2 separate regions of the Mus musculus genome follow, and region 2 is linked to region 1. A link is a contact called in public promoter capture Hi-C data. All regions are on one chromosome and are shown on one strand. Each heading gives the region's core, a stretch centred on a gene start, on an enhancer-like site or on the middle of the called end of the contact. The rest is flanking DNA. Distances are from core to core; before and after follow the strand shown. Region 1 holds the start of Anpep (alanyl (membrane) aminopeptidase). Region 2 holds the start of Rhcg (Rhesus blood group-associated C glycoprotein).

Region 1 (5,639 bases), core at 1,387-3,886:
ACTACTTCAGTGCAGGCCTTGTCTGCAGAAAGCAAGTCTCCTGCCTTCCTTCCAATGCCTCCCCCATGTCTGGCAGGTCTCAACCACCAAACCCTATCTAGGACACACACACATACATTTACCACATATCATACACAAACACACACTACACACACAAACAGACATATACACACACCACACACAAATACATACATACATACATGCCACACACATACACACGTCACATACGTACACACATGCCACATGCAAACACACACACATGTCACATACACATATCATACACAAACACATGCCACACACACATACCACACAGCATATACCACACAGCACATACATACACACCACAAACACCACATACACACACACAAACACACCACACACAAACACACCACACACATACACACCCCACACACTCACAACACACAAACAAAGCACACACACACCACACACAAATATATTTATATATACGTGCACACAAAAACACACACATACACATACCACATACATATATCATACATAAACACACACCAGACACATACACAAACACACACATACTCACACCACATACAAACACACACCACAAATATACATACATGCCACACATCAACACACACGTACACATATCATACACAAACATACTATATACACACATATACCCACAACCATACAACACACACACAAACAAACACAAACATACCACACAAACATAGGCACACACAGGCAAGCACACCACACATACACTAGGTAGTCTGGGCTCCATACCACATCTCAGTTTATCTCCAAAGCTCTCTGAGTTCTGGTGTCAGCACTGTGAGACTACACAGCAGGGAATTCGGGGATAGTGTGTAGCCTCTCTTCCCACTCTGAAGTAGCAGTGTATAGAGCCAGGGTTAAAACCAGGCCCCAGAGCAGGACCATCCTGGCTGATGGCCTATCCCCATGTCACAGCTGGATTGGGCTGGGCTGGGCCAATCCCCAGGGTGCTTCCTTTGGGAGCTCTGGACACTCCATTCTGTGGGAACCACATTAAACCCATGGCAGGTTGACCTTTGTGAGCCAGAGCAGTGTCCCTGTGGGGCAGGGACAGAGGGGCTTTGTAGGGCAAGCGAAGTGCACTAGTCATACAGTCCCACACTTTCTTTGATGGAAGTGGCTTTAAAGGCCACAAGAAGGACAGATTCCCTTCAGTCAGACCATGATCAGGAATGGGGAACTGTTCTGAGAAGTGATACTCATAAGACGGGGGTCAGCAGAAACTGCTACAAACACAGTTCTGCAGAGGCCTTGCCCTGCCCTCATAGGTATAATCTATAGGATCCCTCAGCCTGAGGTGAGTGGCTACCAGCCTGCTGGGATTCTGGGCTGAAGGGCGAGCACCTTGCAGCGGCCCCCTCAGGAACTCTGCAGGGTATGCATGTGACCCTAGGTTCAAATCCTGTGGAGTTGGGGGAGAGTACCATAATCAAATCCAGAGGCTGAGGCAGGAGGATTGCCTAGAGATCCAAGCCAACCTAAGCTATACAGCTCATTGCTCAGGTATTCCACAATCCACCGTAGCCACAGTCCTAGTTCCTGTACCTGGCCTGTCACATGTAGGAAAAGCTCCCTTCCCCATGGGGAATTGTGGCCAGTCTTCCTGTTTGGTGCCGGGCCACCTCCTTCTTACTAGCCACCCACGCTGACAGAGGTGGGAGGCCACCTGCTCCAAGTTCTACTTTCACAAATAAACTGGCCAAGGTCCTGACATCCCTAGACCTCAGATCCATCAGTCACAGAAGTGCCCTGAAATCTCCCAACAGCACATGTCACTGGTATCCTCAGAGCAGGATTGGGTTTTAAGTCACCAAAGCCCAGACTCTCCAGGGCAGGCAGCCTGCCTTATTGGAGGTAGTCTATTTGGAAAGACCCCTCTGCTGAAAAAGCTTGGGTTGCCACCAGCTCTGCTCTCTGGAGGCCACCGCAGCAGAATCCTGGTGCGCATCCAGGAGGCATGCCTATCTATGCATGGGACGAGCACAGCAACCGAGGGTCTAGGATAAAGTCTAGTTCCCGTCTCCTCACAGAGGCTGGGGCACAGGGCCAGGGCCGCCGCTCTAACCCGACTGGGACTGTAGAGCAGAAACATGTGTCTTTGCTCCGTGACTTCCAGGGGTCAGCGTGCACCTTCTGTTCCACTCGCGCCATCCCTAGTCCTCTATACTTCAGCCATTCTGTATCCTCTCATCTCTGGCTCCGTCCTCTATGTGTCCCTCACCACCCGCCCTCTAACCCTTGAGTCTGGCCACCAGACTCCAGCTACCGTTCCTGGGCTCCAGCCACCCCTTTTTCTCCAGGCCTGGCCATCTTCTGTCACCAAGGCCGGAGCTTCCCTCGGAGCCCTGCAGACACCTGGAGGCCAAGAGCCGCTGGCACCCTCGGGGACTCACTCCAACAGCTTCGGCAGCTCCCGGACCTCAGTTTACCCATCTGAGTAGGGGCAGAAGCTTCAGTTGGCTCCCGCACCCCAGATGCCAAGCCCCACACCCGGTGTCCCCAAACTTCCGCAGCCCATGGCTGCCTTCCCACACTTGCCTAGGACTGCACGCTTCTCCGAGCTGCTCCTGCCTCGCCTCCGCCCGCCTGCTCTGGCGGGTTAAAGGGAAGTAACCCGAGCCCACCACCGCTCCGCCCGAACTACACCCGCCCCCCCCCACCCGGCTCCGCCCGCGCTCCTCCCCGCCTGCACGCAAACAGCCGCTCCCCCGACGGTGCGGCCCCTGGCCCCCAGCGCGCCAGACCCAGACCTCTCGCCCTCACCCACCCACACTTCGCGCCGCCGCTGTCCCAGTGTCTCGCCCACCACATCTGGGAGACATCTGCAGCTGGAGGGAGGGGCTCACAGCCTCAAAAGTTTACAGGATAATCCCCACAGTTCTGGAGGCTTTCCACAGAACTTAATCTGATTATCTTTTCTTCTTCTTCTTCCTTCTTCTTCTTCTTCTTCTTCTTCTTCTTCTTCTTCTTCTTCTTCTTCTTCTTCTTCTTCTTCTTCTTCTTCCTCCTCCTCCTCCTCCTCCTCCTCCTCCTCCTCCTCCTCCTCCTCCTCCTCCTCCTCCTCCTCTTCCTCCGAACTTATTATGTAGTCCAGGCCAAGCTCAAACTAGCAACAATCCTGCTTCACTGCTACACTTTTTCCATGAGCCTGGATCATCCACCAATTCTAACTTTTTCTTCCTTTCTCTTTCTCCCCTTCCTCCCTCTCTCCCTCTCTCCCTCCCTCCCTTATTTTCTTCTAGTACTGTGGTTTAAGTCCAGTGCCTCATGCGTACTAGATAAGTGCTCAGCCGTGAGCTACATCCTCAGCCCTTTTCTTTTTTCTTTTATTTCTTTTTAAAGGAAAGGGCTCACTGAATCATCCAGGCTGACCTTGAACTCACTGTAGCCCAGACTGACCTTGACTTCAGCCTCTCCAGGCCAAGCTCTGGCTAACTCTTGACACCTAGGCTGTCTTCAAGAAGTCAAAGTTATTAGAAGCCTCTAGCAAATAAAGGATTGCATCCAGGAGTTTATGCTTCTTGTCCCCATTCCGCTTCGAGATACTGTGTGTTCCAGGGCACTCCCTCCCTGGGCATCTTTTTTATTGGCAATTCAGGGTACCATTTCTATTAGTTTCCTATTGCTGCTATAATAACACAAACTTTAAAAGACACATGCTTATTCTCATACTGTTTATAAATCAGACTCACTGTACTGAAACTCGGGGTGTCCGTGGGAAGCTTCCCTTCTGGAAGCTCTAAGAGAGAGCATCTTTGTCTTTTCCGATGGCTAGAGGCACCCACATTCCTTGGCTTGAGGCCACCTTTGGAGCGAGGAGTGACCGGTGCTTCAACTCTCGGCTTTGTCATTCTGATACTGACTGGCTTCTCCCATGCGATGCACCCATATAATTCAAGGTGATCTCCCTGTTCCAAGGGAGACCCTGAGCTGTCGAACCCCATACCTCTACTTACCTGTAGGAACTCCGGTTTAGAGGCATCGTAAATGATGTCCTCTCTACATTCCCATCCTCTCCATTGCTAGACAGCTTAGCTCTACTCTTGCCCTACCTCATGGCCAGGGGGTTGCTATGCGATTGCCCTCCTACTGAGTCACACCTTGTCCCAGACTAGCCTTGTTTTCTTCTCAAACTGTCCCTTCTTTTGGGATCAGATGGCTGGGCCAGGGTGCCTTTAGGCAAAGCCATGAGGCAATTCTAACTGTTCTGCTGGATTGCAGCTTTCCTAGAGTTGTGAGTTGCCTGCAAAATAAGAGTCAGTGGGCCCCGGAGAGCTCTGAGAGTCAATTTCAGATTTCCTTTTGCTTCAAGACCCACGCCTGCCTACTTCCTCTGTCATATCTGGCATGGCTGACAAATCAAAGATGGGCTAAGGCAGGCCAAGAGAGAGTGAACTCTGGGCACGCTCCCACCTCAGTCTTGGACAGGGGGTGTATTGAGAGGAACCTGCAGTAGGAGAAGGGCGCCTGCTCTTTGAGGAAGCTGTGGGGTTGAGAATGAAGGTGGTTTTCGGGAACTCAGCCTAAGGGAGTTGAAAATGTATGTATAGGCTTCTTGCTGCTGTATAATTCATAGTAGTGGAAAGGAAAACATAGCTTAAGCATTCTGCAATAGGGGCTTGGCTAAATAAATTATAGTCCTCTCATATGGTGACATACCATACCATCATTAAAAACACGTCATGTTTTGGCTTGGGGCATGGCTAAATGGATAGAGAATGTTCAAGGCCCTGGGCTCAATGGATCTCTACCACTGAAGTAAATGTATGTAATATTTCATATATAGCAAAACATACATATTTCAGTGAAACCACAGGGGGATTTTTTAAAAGGGGAACCTGAGAAGAAAGAGAGCCTGTTTAAGTGTTTTAGCAAATCTGAGGCCTCTAAAGAAAAATCAATACATTTGACTACATAAAGAATTAAAATTTCAAAATAACGTGAGAAGAAAGGGGGTAAAAACATTAAAATGTCAGCATTATGAGCTAGGAACATGACTCAGTGGGTGAGTGTGCTTGCTGTGCAAATATAAGATCCCCGGCTCCCATGTAAAGAGCAGGCGTGGTGACCAGGACCCCTGGAAGAGCAGTCAGCATTAACCGCAGAGCTGTCTCTCCAGCCCGTTTTGTTTGTTTTTTTAAGACATTGTCTCCTATAGCCCAAGCTGGCCAGCTTCTATGGCCAAGCTGGAACTCACTATGTAGCCAAGGCTGGCCCGAATTCATAATTCTCTTGCCTCTGCCTCCTAAGTACTGGGATCATAGGCATAGGCCTGGAAAGATACTGGATAACTCTTGATAAAGTAAATAAAGATTTTAACTACAAGATTTTTGTTGTTGTTTTTGCTCCCAGTTCAGTGGTAAAATACTTATCCAGCATACAGGGGCTCAAAACCCAGAGAGTCTGAGGGGAAGCAAGGGATGAGGGAGGGGGGCTACTTACTAACTAGTGATGTATCCTGTCTGCAATCCTTGCTGAGGCAGGAGGATCTCTATTTCAAGGTCAGCCTGAGCGACACTGAAAAATCTGTGTAGCTCACAGATTTTTAACGTAAACACTATCAGCAGCAACAACAACAATAAAGCTGGCTGGGAAGGCTGGGGCCA
Region 2 (5,639 bases), core at 1,332-3,831, 230 kb before region 1:
CTGAGCCTCTTACCCCACTTCCCAGGCTTCCCTTTCAGAGGTCCCTTGGCTGCCCTGCCCCCTCCGCAGCAACCAGAACTCCCCAGTGTCAGAGACTGGCTGTCTGCTCAGAGCACCAGCATCAGCACCACTGGCCTTGGGTGGTATGAGAAGCAGAGCTGTGTTCCCAATAAATCTAGGAGTCCTTGAGGACCAGAGACCCAGGGTGCACAACTTGTTAGTTCAGAGGGACCAGAAACCCTAATTCACGGGGACGGTCAGGGTTTATGTCTTGGTCCTGACTCATTGCTGCCAGCATCCCTTGGTCATGTCAATAAATGCTAATGGAGTGACAGAAAAGAAGACAAGTGGCTACGATGGAGGGACAGGATAGGAGCTGGGGAGACTGAAGACCACATCCCTTCTTAAGGGACATTAGGTTTTATAGCTTTCCATTGTGGGGTCTTGATGACTATCTACCAAAAAAGATAAAAGAACTACAAACACCTACGGAAGCCTTGCCCTTTCCTGAGGGGCTGACTCTGGTGCCCAGATGTGAGCAAAACAGCTGGAGAGTCAAGAATGAATCCTGCCAGGCATGGTGGCACACACCTTTAATCCCAGCACTTGGGAGGCAGAGGCAGGCGAATTTCTGAGTTCGAGGCCAGCCTGGTCTACAAAGTGAGTTCCAGGTCAGCCAGGGCTACATAGAGAAACCCTGTCTTGGAAAACCAAAAAAAAAAAAAAAAAAAGAAGAATACTAAGCTCGCCTGCTTCCCCGCTCGCTTACCAGGTCCTCACCCAGAAGGGGAAAGTTTGGCAACATGAAAAGCGGGTTTGCACTATGGATTCTGAAACTACAGATGCCGAGACCTCTTTTGAAACACACAGCCCTGAATTGAGCCCCTTTATTTCCAGAAACAGAGAATGCTCCGCTGCTGAGCATACAAGCCACAGAGGGAACAAAGGTTGATATAGGCAGCTGCTGGAGAGAAAACCTTCAGAGTTCCCTCAAAAAAAAATTCAATGGCCCATGACTGCATGAGCACCAACTGGTAGAGGAATTGTCATTGGCTGCTAGTGGACAAAGTGGAAACTCTCAGAAAGCACAAGGGCAATGACTGGGTCCTGGGCTGGGAGTCCAAGGTTAGGCTGCCTGGAGTGACCTTGGGCTGCTCATAAGCTCCCAGAGATGCCTAAAGTCTTAAGGTGCCTGTGTGTAGTGCTCTTGTGATTGACTGCTTTGTTGTAAAGTGAGGATTGCTCCCAGTCCTGTCCCTCACACCCCTCCTCACACCATCACCCCATAGAGAAGGAAGTTAAGGTTCATTTTGATTGGCACCGGCCTGAGACCGCCCACCCTGAAGCAGCAGAGCCACGATAGAAGAGAGGTTTGTCACTTAAGGGCCATATTCTTCTTCATCGTCTTTTAAAAATCTGTTAGAGTGTTTTACCTGAATGCTTGACATGTGTGCCTGGTGCCCAGGGAGGGCAAAAGAGGGCATCAGATTCCCTGGAACTGGAGTTATAGATGGTTGTGAGCAACCATTTAAGGGCTAAGAATCAAACCCCTGGTCTTCTGGAAAAGTAGCCAATGCTCTTAACTGTTGAGCCATCTCTCCAGCCCCTACAGCCATATTCTTAGCCATAGCTTCATAGCTTCACGGATGCAGAAAAATCCCAGGAAAAGGAAGGGTGGCCACTGGCTTTTTCCCAAACCCTGGGACCTTGTGGCCCAGCACCACCTCTGGTCCCACACACAGTCTCAGTATCAGAAGTGGAGAGCTATCATGCCATCATTGTGATCCCTGACATCTATCTATATGTGAGGTGTGTGCAAGCCAGATCACCTGCTACTTAGGTGGTAAAGGTGGAATTCTGGCTTTTGACGACACCAAGTAGGCCAGGGACACAGGAGGCATCTGATGGCTGGGAGAGAGATGAAGGTTAAATAAAAAGAAGAAGAAGAAGAAGAAGAAAAAAAAAACTCAAACTAACCAAACAACAATCACAAAATCGGCCCACTTGTTTCAGGTGACTGCCTCTACCAGACTTTCAAAGTGTGAGCACATCTGACCATTTCTCCAGTGACTGGCTCAGGCTGTACCCTGGTGCAGATTCTACCCTGGGACCAGCTGGGAACTGTGGGGCATCATTGGCCCCCTCCATCTCCAGCCTGTCAGAGCCAGGGGCGGACCTAATGCGGAGCCCAGTCAGGCGCCCGCCCAACTAGCTAGGGTCTATCAGGAGACTCCTTAAGTGAATCTGCGGGCCATAGGACTTACTCGGGTAGCGATAGTAAAACTCGTTCTCAACGTCGCTGGAGATGTTCTTGCGCTTCTTCTCCAACCACCAGTGAGCATCGGCTTGGATGTCGTAGCGCACGAACACGCCAAAGAGAACCACCATGGTCACTTGCAGGATCAGGCAGGTGATGGGCAGCCGCCCCCGAAGGTTGGTGTTCCAGGCCATGCTCCGCACTGCTGGCCGCTTGCTCTGAACGCTGGGCTCCGAGACCAGGGAGACGCTTAAAGGACCGGGACACTGGGCGGGGCGGACGCGGAACAGCTGACCATGGTGCCGCCCACGCGCCTCGGGCTCTACCCAACCGGCGAGAGTCCCGCGGGGCCTCCCGAGCCCAGTACCCCTAGAAGGAAAGCTCCAGGTGATGGGAGCAGGGCAGAAGGAAGATGTAGAACGCCCCAACTTCTGCGCGTCCCGTCGATGCCTGGCCTTTCCCGCCCTGTTCGGGTGAACTGGGAGAGAGGATGCTCATCACTCATCCAGATTAGAACAAAGAATTCCCAGACTGGAATCACTATCCCCATCACCCCCCTCCCCTCATCCTTTTTAGGACACACCTTCGGTAATCTAGGCTGGTTTCAAACACTTGGCAATCCTGCCTCAAGCCTCCGACTTGAGCTACCCACCACTTAAGATCCTTTCCTTTTTCAGTTCATGAACTTTAAAGGAGATGAATGAATAGAAAGTAAAGGAAAAAGGAGAGACTGCCCCAGACCCGAGAAGCGTGGGGGGGCGGGTACAGAAAAGCATGAGGAAGAAAATGAAAACCATCAGTTCTATGCCATCTACATGCATTTAGTCTTTCAAGCCTGTCCGAGAGGGCACAGGAATGACCGTTGGAATATTATTCACATACAGCTTGTGCTACTCAACATAAATAGACATCTCCCCAACTCTTTACATCTTTATTTTATTTTATTTATGTCTTCCTTCCTTCCTTCCTTCCTTCCTTCCTTCCTTCCTTCCTTCCTTCCTCCCTTCCTTCCACAAGACAGTGGTACCCCATGCTGGCATAGTGGAGTCTGCAGAGTTCCCCACACAATGATCAATGCTCAGCCACATGTATTACCTATTGGCAAGTAAGGCTGTAAATCTGGCGCCGATGGAAGTACATGGGAAGGAATTCATGGACACATGGAAAGACCTAAGAATCCCTAAGCTTGTGCCACTGATTCCAGACACACTGTCCAACAGTAGGAACTGGCTAGAACACAAGCATCAGTTATCTTGCTTTTTTTTGTTGTTGTTTTTATTTTTTCCCAGACAGGGTTTCTCTGTGTAGCCCTGGCTGTCCTGAAACTCATTCTGTAGACCAGGCTGGCCTCAAACTCAGAAATCTGCCTGCCTCTGCCTCCCAAGTGCTGGGATTAAAGGCGTGCACCACCACTGCCCGGCTCATCTTGCTTTTAAGAAGGATGCTGGACCTGGCAAGATGACTCAGCTGGTAAAGATGCCTGCCATCAAGTCTTGAGTTAGAGCCCTCAGACCCACATGGTGGGAAGAGAGAACCAACTCCCACAAGTTGTTCCCTGGAGGCATGTGTCCACTTGCGTGCAGACACCCGTGGAAGCCAAAGGCATTTGGTCCTGGACCAGAAGTTACAGGGAGCTGTGAGGCACCGCATGTGTGTGCTGGGAACTGAATTTGGGTCCTCTGTAAGAGCAGTGTATGGTTTTTAAGATTTATTTATTTTATATACATGAGTACACTGTAGCTGTCTTCAGACACCCCAGAAGAGGGCATCAGATCTCATTACAGATGGTTGTGAGCCACCATGTGGTTGCTGGGAATTGAACTCAGGACCTCTGGAAGAGCAGTCAGTGCTCTTAACCACTGAGCCATCTCTCCAGCCTGCAGTATGTGTTTCTAACCACGCAAGGTCCTAATCCTCAGCAGAGCATTGTCATGTTTGGAAACAACCAAACACCAAAGGAGCCTTGCCAGCAAGAGGGAACATTTAGTAAGAGCCTGCTGTGGGAAAATTCTCCTATGTACCTTTAAATTTGCAGCAGTTCATAAGGTAGATGTTGTAGCCACATGCTGGAAGTGAAATTGAGTTCTCTGGTAGGCTGAAGACCTTACCAGAGAGAGATTCATACCCTAGGCCATTTGCTTTCAAAGGCTGAGACCCACCATGCTGTTGGTCCTTCACGGCCAGAGGTAAAAAGAGGCTTGATGTCAGGCAAGCACATCCTTAATGGGGGTGACATCTAGGCCCATGACAATGGAGAGAAGTGGGGTGCACAGACAGTTGTCACATGCAGGCAGATCCCCAGGCCTCTTGGTTCCATGAAGGAACAGACACTGACTGAGAAGAGCCAGCGGGTGGCACTGTCTCTGAGAACAGGCCTGGCAAGGATATGTACGAGGCCTACTCAGCAGAACGACTACCTTAGGGCTAGATAAGGAAGCAGAGGTGGCACACTCATGCCAAGGGCTGCCCATGCCTCTATCAGAGCCCCCTGGCACCCCTATATGGCTGGAACCTGGACTCTCTTTTAGGGACTGCTTACTGGACCCAGAATAGTGTGACCCAGGTCCAGGATGCTGACTGAAGAGCCCTAGAGAACCTCTGTGGGTCAGCCCTGGAGTCACAGGCCAGCCTGGTTCCTCACGAGTAGCATAAGGGAGCCCTGACATTGCCCTTCACAGAGGGCCTGGATTTGATAGGCTGGGCAGTGAGTGTATTCAGAGCACAAGGAACTCAAGGCTGAAGGAAGACACTGTTATCAGATGGTTTCCCCACCCCCACTCCCGCCTTGGTCACATTTCTGGGCCATTCAACTCATAGGTCACCATGAATTAATATTAAAAAAAAAATCGTGTCACCTTGCGGAAAGCAAGCATGGTTCTGCTGCACTAACATTCCGGATAACAAAAGCATTCATTTATTTAAGATGTCAATATATAACAGTGCTCAAGCATTTTTTTTTTTTTTTTTTTTTTTTTTTGGTCCTAGAGGTGGATTCAGGACTTTGGACATAGTAAGCAAGCACTCCATCCATCCCTGAGTTATCCTCCCTGCCTCAGTTTTTTATTCCCAGAACTACTAGGCTGGACACAGTGGTGTACACCTTTAATCTCAGGGCTCAAGAGACAGGCAATGGGATCTCTGTGAGGTCGAGGCCAGCACATTCCAGGCAGACCAATGCTTCATGGTAAAACCCTATTTAAAACCCAAACTTCCTCCCTTTCTTTTTTGGCAGTACTGGGGATTGATCTTAGGGCCTCATGCACACAGGCACGTGTTCCACTGCTGAGCTGCAGTTAAAACCCTTACTTCAACTTAAGCACCTGAGTGCCCCCAAGCCAAGTATTATCTCCCCCCACCCCATTCCTACTCATCTGTAAAATGG

What was found. Capture Hi-C pulls out chosen DNA fragments and counts their contacts.
Region 2: a promoter capture Hi-C map of adipose tissue shows a contact between it and region 1. The contact joins the promoter of Rhcg here to the promoter of Anpep in region 1. A contact is called at or near these places in 3 of 39 promoter capture datasets (embryonic stem cells, stem cell-derived epiblast-like cells and trophoblast stem cells), 2 of 484 Hi-C or Micro-C datasets (both in embryonic stem cells) and 2 of 9 other capture datasets (adipose tissue and liver).

The regions. Positions count from the first base shown.
Region 1 is chr7:79,845,574-79,851,212 of GRCm38.p6, forward strand. Anpep (alanyl (membrane) aminopeptidase) reads right to left here and starts at 2,637. Exons shown (of 21, transcript NM_008486.3): 1 at 2,572-2,637.
Region 2 is chr7:79,615,076-79,620,714 of GRCm38.p6, forward strand. It overlaps Rhcg (Rhesus blood group-associated C glycoprotein), which reads right to left and starts at 2,582. Exons shown (of 11, transcript NM_019799.3): 1 at 2,265-2,582. The coding sequence starts at 2,451.